3 separate regions of the Zea mays genome follow, and all the other regions are linked to region 3. The links are chromatin contacts, called in public Hi-C maps. All regions are on one chromosome and are shown on one strand. Each heading gives the region's core, a stretch centred on a gene start, on an enhancer-like site or on the middle of the called end of the contact. The rest is flanking DNA. Distances are from core to core; before and after follow the strand shown.

Evidence for each region. Hi-C and Micro-C count contacts between places; a contact is called where the count stands out from the background.
Region 1: a contact with region 3 is called in a Hi-C map of ear, with 2.0 times the contacts expected there. The contact joins the promoter of LOC100384140 here to the promoter of LOC103626951 in region 3. A contact is called at or near these places in 3 of 25 Hi-C or Micro-C datasets (ear and tassel).
Region 2: a Hi-C map of ear shows a contact between it and region 3, with 2.3 times the contacts expected there. The contact joins the promoter of LOC100217299 here to the promoter of LOC103626951 in region 3. A contact is called at or near these places in 2 of 25 Hi-C or Micro-C datasets (ear and tassel).

What each region holds. Positions count from the first base shown.
Region 1 is chr5:140,123,399-140,126,098 of Zm-B73-REFERENCE-NAM-5.0, forward strand. It overlaps LOC100384140 (cell division cycle202), which reads left to right and starts at 1,435. Exons shown (of 7, transcript NM_001176720.2): 1 at 1,435-1,920; 2 at 2,019-2,288. The coding sequence starts at 1,780. It also overlaps the pseudogene LOC109939783.
Region 2 is chr5:139,681,738-139,684,437 of Zm-B73-REFERENCE-NAM-5.0, forward strand. It overlaps LOC100217299, which reads left to right and starts at 1,367. Exons shown (of 4, transcript NM_001157003.2): 1 at 1,367-1,754. The coding sequence starts at 1,449.
Region 3 is chr5:139,880,505-139,883,225 of Zm-B73-REFERENCE-NAM-5.0, forward strand. LOC103626951 reads left to right here and starts at 1,256. Exons shown (of 7, transcript XR_002262353.1): 1 at 1,256-1,695; 2 at 1,804-1,986; 3 at 2,077-2,171; 4 at 2,697-2,721. It overlaps LOC100273681 (alpha-L-fucosidase 2), which reads left to right. Exons shown (of 5, transcript NM_001148093.1): 5 at 513-995. The coding sequence ends at 730.

The sequences.
Region 1 (2,700 bases), core at 185-2,684, 240 kb after region 3:
ATGAGCAGTAGGACAATTTTTCCACTTCCAGTGCATACAATCAATACTGCCAAGCATGCCAGGAAATCCACGACATTCACCAATTTTAAGCAATCTAGTTGTATCATCTTCATTTGGAGCTCTAAGGTATTCTTCGCCAAACACCTCGCAAATTGCTCTCATAAATTTCCGTAGGCTCTCAATAGCAGTGCTTTCACCAATCCGCAAATACTCATCAACATAATCAGCTGGAACACCATAAGCTAACTGTCTATAAGCTGCAGTGACCTTCTGTACACAGGAAAATCCAAGAAGACCAGCACCATTTCTTTTCTGAACAAAATAGTTATCATGTTGTTCAACGGCTTTAGCTATCCGTTTGAAAAGAGATGAACTCATACGAAAACGGCGCCGAAACATCTTCTCAGGATATGTTGGGTTCTCACAAAAGTAGTCACGGTACAATTTCATACCGTGTTCATCTCTACTTCGATTGTAAACCTTGTGTCCAAAAACTGAACCTCGATGTCTTTTTCGCTGCTTTTGCTTCCTCTTTCGATATGCACCCATCAAGAAAAGCATGAAGTGGTCAAGTTCATTGTATGATTGTTCATCTTCGCGGTGGATCATAGATATCGTAGTTGCAGACATCTTTCTGCAGTGGACATATGGCAGAATATAAAATTATTTCAGTTACCCATTTACTAAATATAAGCTGTCACATATCACAACATATGACGATATACACTGCAAAATGAAGTTGATCAACATGCTACATACTACTTGCAATTGTACAACAGGTTCTGAATAAATTATTCATACAAGATACAACTCATGGAACAATACTGGCAAGAACATATGGGCTACAACGTCAATGGTTTGATTAGAAGCAACATAATCAAAGAATCTTTGGCACTTTATTATCTCTTCCGTGGGGAACAAATGCACAGGAGATTGCAGGACCTGACTTTTGCAGAAACAATGCAAATGGAATACAGGATGGAGGGAGATAGAGGGCCGCTGACCAGAATATGGATGCGCGGAGGTGGTCCAAGGCGAGGAGATCTGTGGTGCCCTGTGCTGGGGAGGTTGACGGCGCCGTGGGATGTATCGTGTGTGCAGGCGTCTGGAATAAGAAGAAACCTAGGCGCGTGACGCGAGCGGGAAACAGAGTAACGCGTGAGCGGGAACAGCGAAAATCAGAGTTAGTTGCTAAACACTGGGTTTAGGGTCTGTTTGTTGGAAAGCAACAATTTATTCAGATCCTAAACATATCAAATTCGTCTTTAAAACAGAATTAGGCCTCAGTTTAGGATTCCTTCTTGGAGTTGCTCTTATCTTCTATCGCACGTAATCACTGGTCATGGGCGCATCGGAGCCGTTCAGGCGGCCACCCGCAGGCCGCAACGCAGCACAACGGCTTTCTCTCCCTGCTTCCCTCTCCCTGCTTCCCTCCTGCTACAAATAAAAATTCGTGGGGCGGCCAAACCCTAAAACGCCCCACAGCGCAAGCGAGCAGATCCTCCTCCCTTTCTGCTTCCTGGCATCCTCTCTGCCTCCCCGCGCCGATCTCGAGCACCTGGGGAGACCGCGAGACGTGCGCCTGATTTTTCTCATCGCAGCAGCCCTCAAGTTCCCCACCTCTTTTTTCTTGCAGCTTTCAATTAATCTGGTTATTTAGCTACATCTTTATTTTACTTTCATTTTACCTTTAATCTGTTTAGTTCCATTGCATCTTCTGCGGTTGCGGTTAGTATTGCTGTTTCTTGCTCCTTGTTTCTTGTTCTTTTGCTTCTAACCATGGACGCAGGAACCTACTCCATCTCATCAGAGAAGAGCCACACGGCGGCAGCGGCGCGGCCCCCTCTTCAGGAGGCCGGCACTCGGCCCTACATGCCGTCGCTGAGCACAGGATCGCGCAACCCGTCGGCCAAGTGCTACGTGAGTCACCTGTTCCCTGAGAGTCAGAAATGTTTTGCGGGCGCGCGTAGGGTGTTCGACGATTCGCCTGACCGAGCCGGCTTATTTCCGTGCTGCAGGGCGATAGGTTCATCCCGGACAGGTCGGCGATGGATATGGACATGGCGCACTACCTGCTCACGGAGCCCAGGAGGGACAAGGAGAACGCGGTGGCAGCGTCCCCATCCAAGGAGGCGTACCGGAGGCTGCTCGCCGAGAAGTTGCTCAACAACCGGACACGCATCCTTGCCTTCAGGAACAAGCCGCCTGTGTCTGAGAACGTCTCGGCAGCCATCACAGCTTCCTCTCACCATGCCAAGCTGGTCAAGCAGCGTCGACATATTCCCCAGGTATGTGGATGTTCTTCTAGATCTACCTCTAGATTGATGCAAGGGGCGTCCTAGGATTTTTTGGGACCTGTGCAAAATTAGCAAAACTATGTATGCATGTATACAAAAATGAAGCTTAAGTATCGTATTGGTTACCTGATCTTTATTTGAAAAAAACATTATTCTCTTAGTATTCTTAAATAAAATCTTCAATGATGTTTTCGTAGCCAATCTTCTGTAGCATTCGTGACTAAATTGCTATTACAGCCAGTACATTATTTCTTTTGTCATTGTAGAACATAAGTAGGACTTCAAAAGCTTCCGTTTATGCAACAACAACATAAACGGTTAGCAGAACTCTATATGCAACAATTATATTGGAGAAATAATCACATTGCTTAAAAATTAGGTTTTCAATTGAACCCATATTTTT
Region 2 (2,700 bases), core at 117-2,616, 200 kb before region 3:
TAATAGCAGTGTTGAAGAATGAGGGAACGAAGCTCTCCTAAAATTTGTAAATAAAATGATAACATGTATGCAATCTATTAGTATCAATATGGATAAAACTCGGTGCAAGATAAATAACTTAGTTCCTGTTTATTACTGTTTTAGTTTCATAAAATTTAATAAAGTTGATGAAGGATATCAATAAGAGGTTCAAAAAATTATGAAGATAAAGTTGCAACTTTTAGGATACATTTAGATAAGTCATTTTATTTTTTATTTAGGTTATAAATATTTTTTTAAAACTATTTAAATTTATATTATCTCTACTACTTATTAAGGCGGTAAGGGGTAGGCTGTCATTCCGTGTTCTGCCATTCCTATTCCCCCTCCTCGTAAATCTCATTCCCATTCCCGGCTGCCATTCCGTGTTCTGTCATTCCCATTACCCCCTCCCCGCAAATCCCTCCGGCACAGCCGCCGCTTGGATGCGTTCCAGAGCGGCTGCACCGCGCTGTCCATCTTCAAATAAGGGGACCTCATGGTCGTCGCCAACGCCGGCGACTCTCGAGTTGTTCTGGGCACCGCATCCGACAACGGCGTCGTCACACCGTCCAGCTCATCATCCACCTGAAGCTCAACCTCCCACGTAAGTCACTACTGACCGGCCATGAATTCTTGTGCGCTGGGACGACGGTCGTTGCTGACGTTGTGTGAGTGTCCTCGAACAAGATTTATGTTGAGGAGTAGCACATCCGGTGGTGCAACGACTAGGTGTACTACCTCGCTGATGAGCCCGGGGTGCACTTCGTTTGGCAGCCCAGCCAAGAGTCATCGATACTCACCATGTCGTGCGCGTTCGACGACTAATATATCAAAGACTATGACGTCATCTTGGCACCAGAGGTGACACAGAGGAGGACCGACAGCAATGACCACTCGCCATCGTCAAGGTATCTTTTGTGCCGGCCTGCCTTTAATTCTCTTCGCAAACACATACACTTGCTTTTTTGTTTAAGCAAGCGTATATGGTGGTGCGTACCTGATGACTGACAATGTACGAGTGAATTTCTACTAGCAGGTGTGACACGTGCTCTTCAATGATGAGACCATGCAAATCGTGACATATATCAAAGTCTGCATGATACTGATGGTTGCAATTGAGTAGTGAAAGAACTAAATTAAAATAATAAAATTTATGTATGGCTAAGATTACAAATAGATTATGAAATATTTTTATAACAATATAAGACACATTTTATATATAAATTATTATGTTATTATATGTTAGCGTTTCAACGCACGGATACTCATCTAGTACAACATAACTTCACATTAAAGTTGAACGTTAAAGCTGGAACAGAGGGTGCGAAACATCCCAGTACGTACTCCTACATCGCTTGCTTTTCTCAAGTCACAGGGCCGGCCCAGCCCAAAATCCTTTTCACCGCTACGACCTCCGTGCTCCGGCGATGCAGCGGATTTCGCTACGACTTCTGCGCTCCTCCTACACCGCCGCCTCCGCCTCCCTCTCCACCACCTCCTCCTCCCTCCGCGGCCTGGCAGTATCCCATGGCGGTTGGACCACCCGACCGTCGCTGCAGCCTCCGGTGCGAACCGCGGCGCCGGTCGACCTCACCAGGTGGCCGCCGCGGAGGGGTTACTCCCAGTTCGCGAGCGGGTTCACCCCGCTGAAGCCGAAGCCGCTGGGATCCATCCTCGACATCGAACGCGCCAAGGGCCTCTCCCCCGACCACCTCGTCGCCGCATGGGATGACGTCAGTCCCCGCCCCCTCATTAGTCATTTCATTCGGTTTTTTTGTGGTTTGTGTGTTATAAGAATTGAGGAGATCCCCTCTGACGGCCGTCGTAGGTAAGCATCAAAATGTGATATTCTGTCGTGCGTGTTTGATACTTATTTTAAGCACCGTGCCTGTAACGAATTTTCTGTGTGCGCGACTGCGGGTATCTGAATGATCTGTTGAAGGGAAGAGATGAAAGGATATAAACGTCCATTCTAATCGCAGACCTTTTCAATTGCAAATGAAGGTGTTTGATAAAGTGGAAGTTTAGACTTCAATTATTACATTGCTAATGGAAGAACATGCCGGCGAAGCATGCAAGTAGATTTATTCCCTTACCACGTTTGAAGAGGAAAAAAAAGAAATAGTGGTGATATTTTGAAGCTGTGGTAAAATTGGCCGTTTCGAAAAGTTATGTTGAACTTAACTTATAATTAGGATAAAGTGTGCTATAGAATCTCAACGGTTGTGATGTGATCTCCACAGCATCATTCTAGCTACGTATTTGGTTTTCAGTTCCAACTTCCAAGGATATCTGTATTTGACAGCATTGTGCAACTGTCATGTCACTCTAGTGACATCTCTGATTTTGCTTGTTTGGACTAAGTAATGAAGGGATTTGGAAAGTGGCTAGTATTCATTGGAAAGTTAAACAGCATTAGCACAATACTTTTAGAAACATTGCATTTTGTTATGGCTTCAATTATACATTGCATTAGAGAAACTTTATTTGTTGAAGATTGAACTGGCATTGTAGTTATACTCAGCAAAATTCTCACAGGTGATTCTTAGTAACCATCTTTTTGTGCTGTTAGATGCATACATGATTTTCATGTGTCCGTACTTGTGTGTGCGTGTTGGGGGATATTCTCTGATCTTTTTGAACTTCTATATTCATAAGGATGACATTTTAGTTTCCATT
Region 3 (2,721 bases), core at 6-2,505:
GCGACGACGACGACTGGTGAGCACTGAACAGGGTCAGGGGCCGCACAGATCACTCACGCGCGGTCGGATGCGAGGCCCCGCGGCGCCAGTGTCAAGCGTCTCCCCTTTATTAATCTCTCCACCAACAACCAGCACATGCGCATGCCCCCAACAATGCGCTCCAGTCGGCCGTTCTGCTGCCTCTCCTTGGATGGAGAAAGAAGCATATCTCCCCTCTGCATCTTTAATACCCTCCTCCTCAGTAGCCCGTGGCGGGGCGTTTGGCAATGCGGGCCTGTTTGGTTTGTGGCTAAATATGTCACACTTTGTTTAAGGTTAGTTATTCGAATTGAATAACTAACCTTAGGCAGAAAAGTTAGGCAAAATGTGGCAACTGAGGTAGTGAACCAAACATATCTGCAGTCCATGCATGCTAGCTATTGCTAGCCAAAGAAATCCGCATCTACCAGAACAGCGGATCTATATCCGTTGGCTCTACTAATAACTGTTATTCCTCTTGACGGGTGTCGCAGGGTTCAGCTCGGTGTTCGAGACGTGCTGCGGATCAGGCGGCGGCAAGTACAACTACCAGAACAGCGCGCGGTGCGGCATGGCGGGCGCCGCCGCGTGCTCTAGCCCGGCGTCGCACCTCAGCTGGGACGGCATCCACCTCACGGAGGCCGCGTACAAGCACATCACCGACGCCTGGCTCAGGGGGCCGTACTGCCGCCCGCCCATCCTGCACAACTAATCCACAGTGCATATGGACATGCTGGACCGGCGGCCGGCAGCGCGTTGTCTTTTTTATAAATAATTTATTTATTATTCGTACAAGCTTTGGTTGGATCCATCGGGGCGCCGGGGGTTATTAATTATAGCATTGGTTGGTCCTTTCGTTATATTTGACCATATATTTTTTTTGTTTGGGGTAAGGTGTTTATTATATTTTGCGTTGCTAAAGAAAAAGAGCTGACGATGGCAAAGTGTACGTGGAATACGATGATAATGCCATGATTATTTATAGTCCTTAGCAATGATCTAAATGACGAGTTATGATATTTAGCGACCGTTATAAATGCATATAGAGCCCGCACCTCGTTGGCTCGGTTGTTGGGGCCTTCGTATCAGCATGTTACTAAGCTTGGGCCGTTGGGCGCATCTAAAGTCTTAAAACATGACCCTGTTTGGGAGTCTCGCCGCACTTGGCGGGCACTCGGCCGCACCCGTGCTGGCGCGTGGCAGCACGCCCCCGCGGCGCGACGCGTGTGAACGGTCCCATGCCCTCCGCCCCTTCCACGCCTGATCGATCGGATCCGAAAACTCGTTTAATTTTGGTTCTGAGCGGTCTTGACATCCTGCATACCGTCTCTCTCATCGGCTCACCTCACACCTGGCTCTCCCATCCACCTCCCTCAGCGCGCTCCGCCGCCTCGCCTTCTCCCCCTCTCCCTCGGCAGCCGCCGCGAGCGACCCTTCATCGACAGCGTCTGCTCCGACAATGCCACCCTCATGCCTCGCTCGGATCTCTCCGATCGCGTCCCTTCTCACAACACAGACCCTCAGGCCGCTTCTCTCGTCAATACCTCGACAGCACTCCTCGTCCTCCTCGCCCTTGCGGTGGCCAGTGGAGTGGCGGCAGACGGCTCGGACCACCGGTACAAGATGTACAGGCTTGTCCCCGCTGAACGGCAACAATGGCCCCTTTCACAATCCTAGGTGAGGGTCTCGCCCTTTAGACACCTGTGGTCACAATACAAGTGACGCACCTCCTCTTTGTTTGGTAGATTCGTTTTGCTCAACGACTGAGCCCGTTGTCTGATTCAGATGCTAAAGATGGGGTCGTTTCTGATTTCCTGAGCCTCAGCACGATGTTGTTTCCGAATTTTAGTGCGGACTTGAATGGGACAACTGGCGATATGGTTGATTTTCAATCTACAGGGGATGTAGGGAATAGCGCATCCATCACCGAGATGGGCAACCTGGTTCCTGAGCCATCCTACGTGGAAGGTAAATTTGGGCTTCAGGCTTGCCTAATTTAGTATACTACCTCCTGTTTGCTCTTAACATGCTGCTTTCGTTATGCAACTGTTCTTTCAGCAGAAGAGGCTAGATTATGGAGTGTTGCTACTATGAATTGCTTAGAATTTGATGCCTGGACCACAGTTGTTGAGGAGATGGACAAAAATGCTGAGGTAATATTTGGTTAGCTGCTTGTTGGTACAACCATTATTGTAACATTCATTGTGTTGTTTGGTATTTGTAAATGAGCTCATTTCTGCATCAACTTACAATTACAAGCTATTTGTCAACCTGCAATTATTTGTTGGCTCCTTTGATTTTTAGCATATTGTAATGATGCATTTATTTTGTAGGTTATGACTAACAATAATAATTGTGAGTTTAATGGCATTGGCCCAAACACTTCGAACATGTTGTCCCTCATTTTTCTCTTGTTCCCTTCTTACTCTACCCTTCTTACTCCTCTTCCCTTTTTTACCCTCCACTTCTTTGTCTAATAAAGTGGGGGCTCATTTTTCTCTCTTCTTCTCCTTTTTCTATATACTTTACCTCTATTGCTGCAACATATTCAGCCTTTTATATTTTACTTATGATGCAGCTCAAGTATAATGGAACTGGTAGAGACAACGACTGCTTGCATACAGTTGGGCAGTGGAATATGAATGACTGATGACTGTTGAATTGATTAATTGTTGTAGGTTATGCATGCTACAAGATTACTTG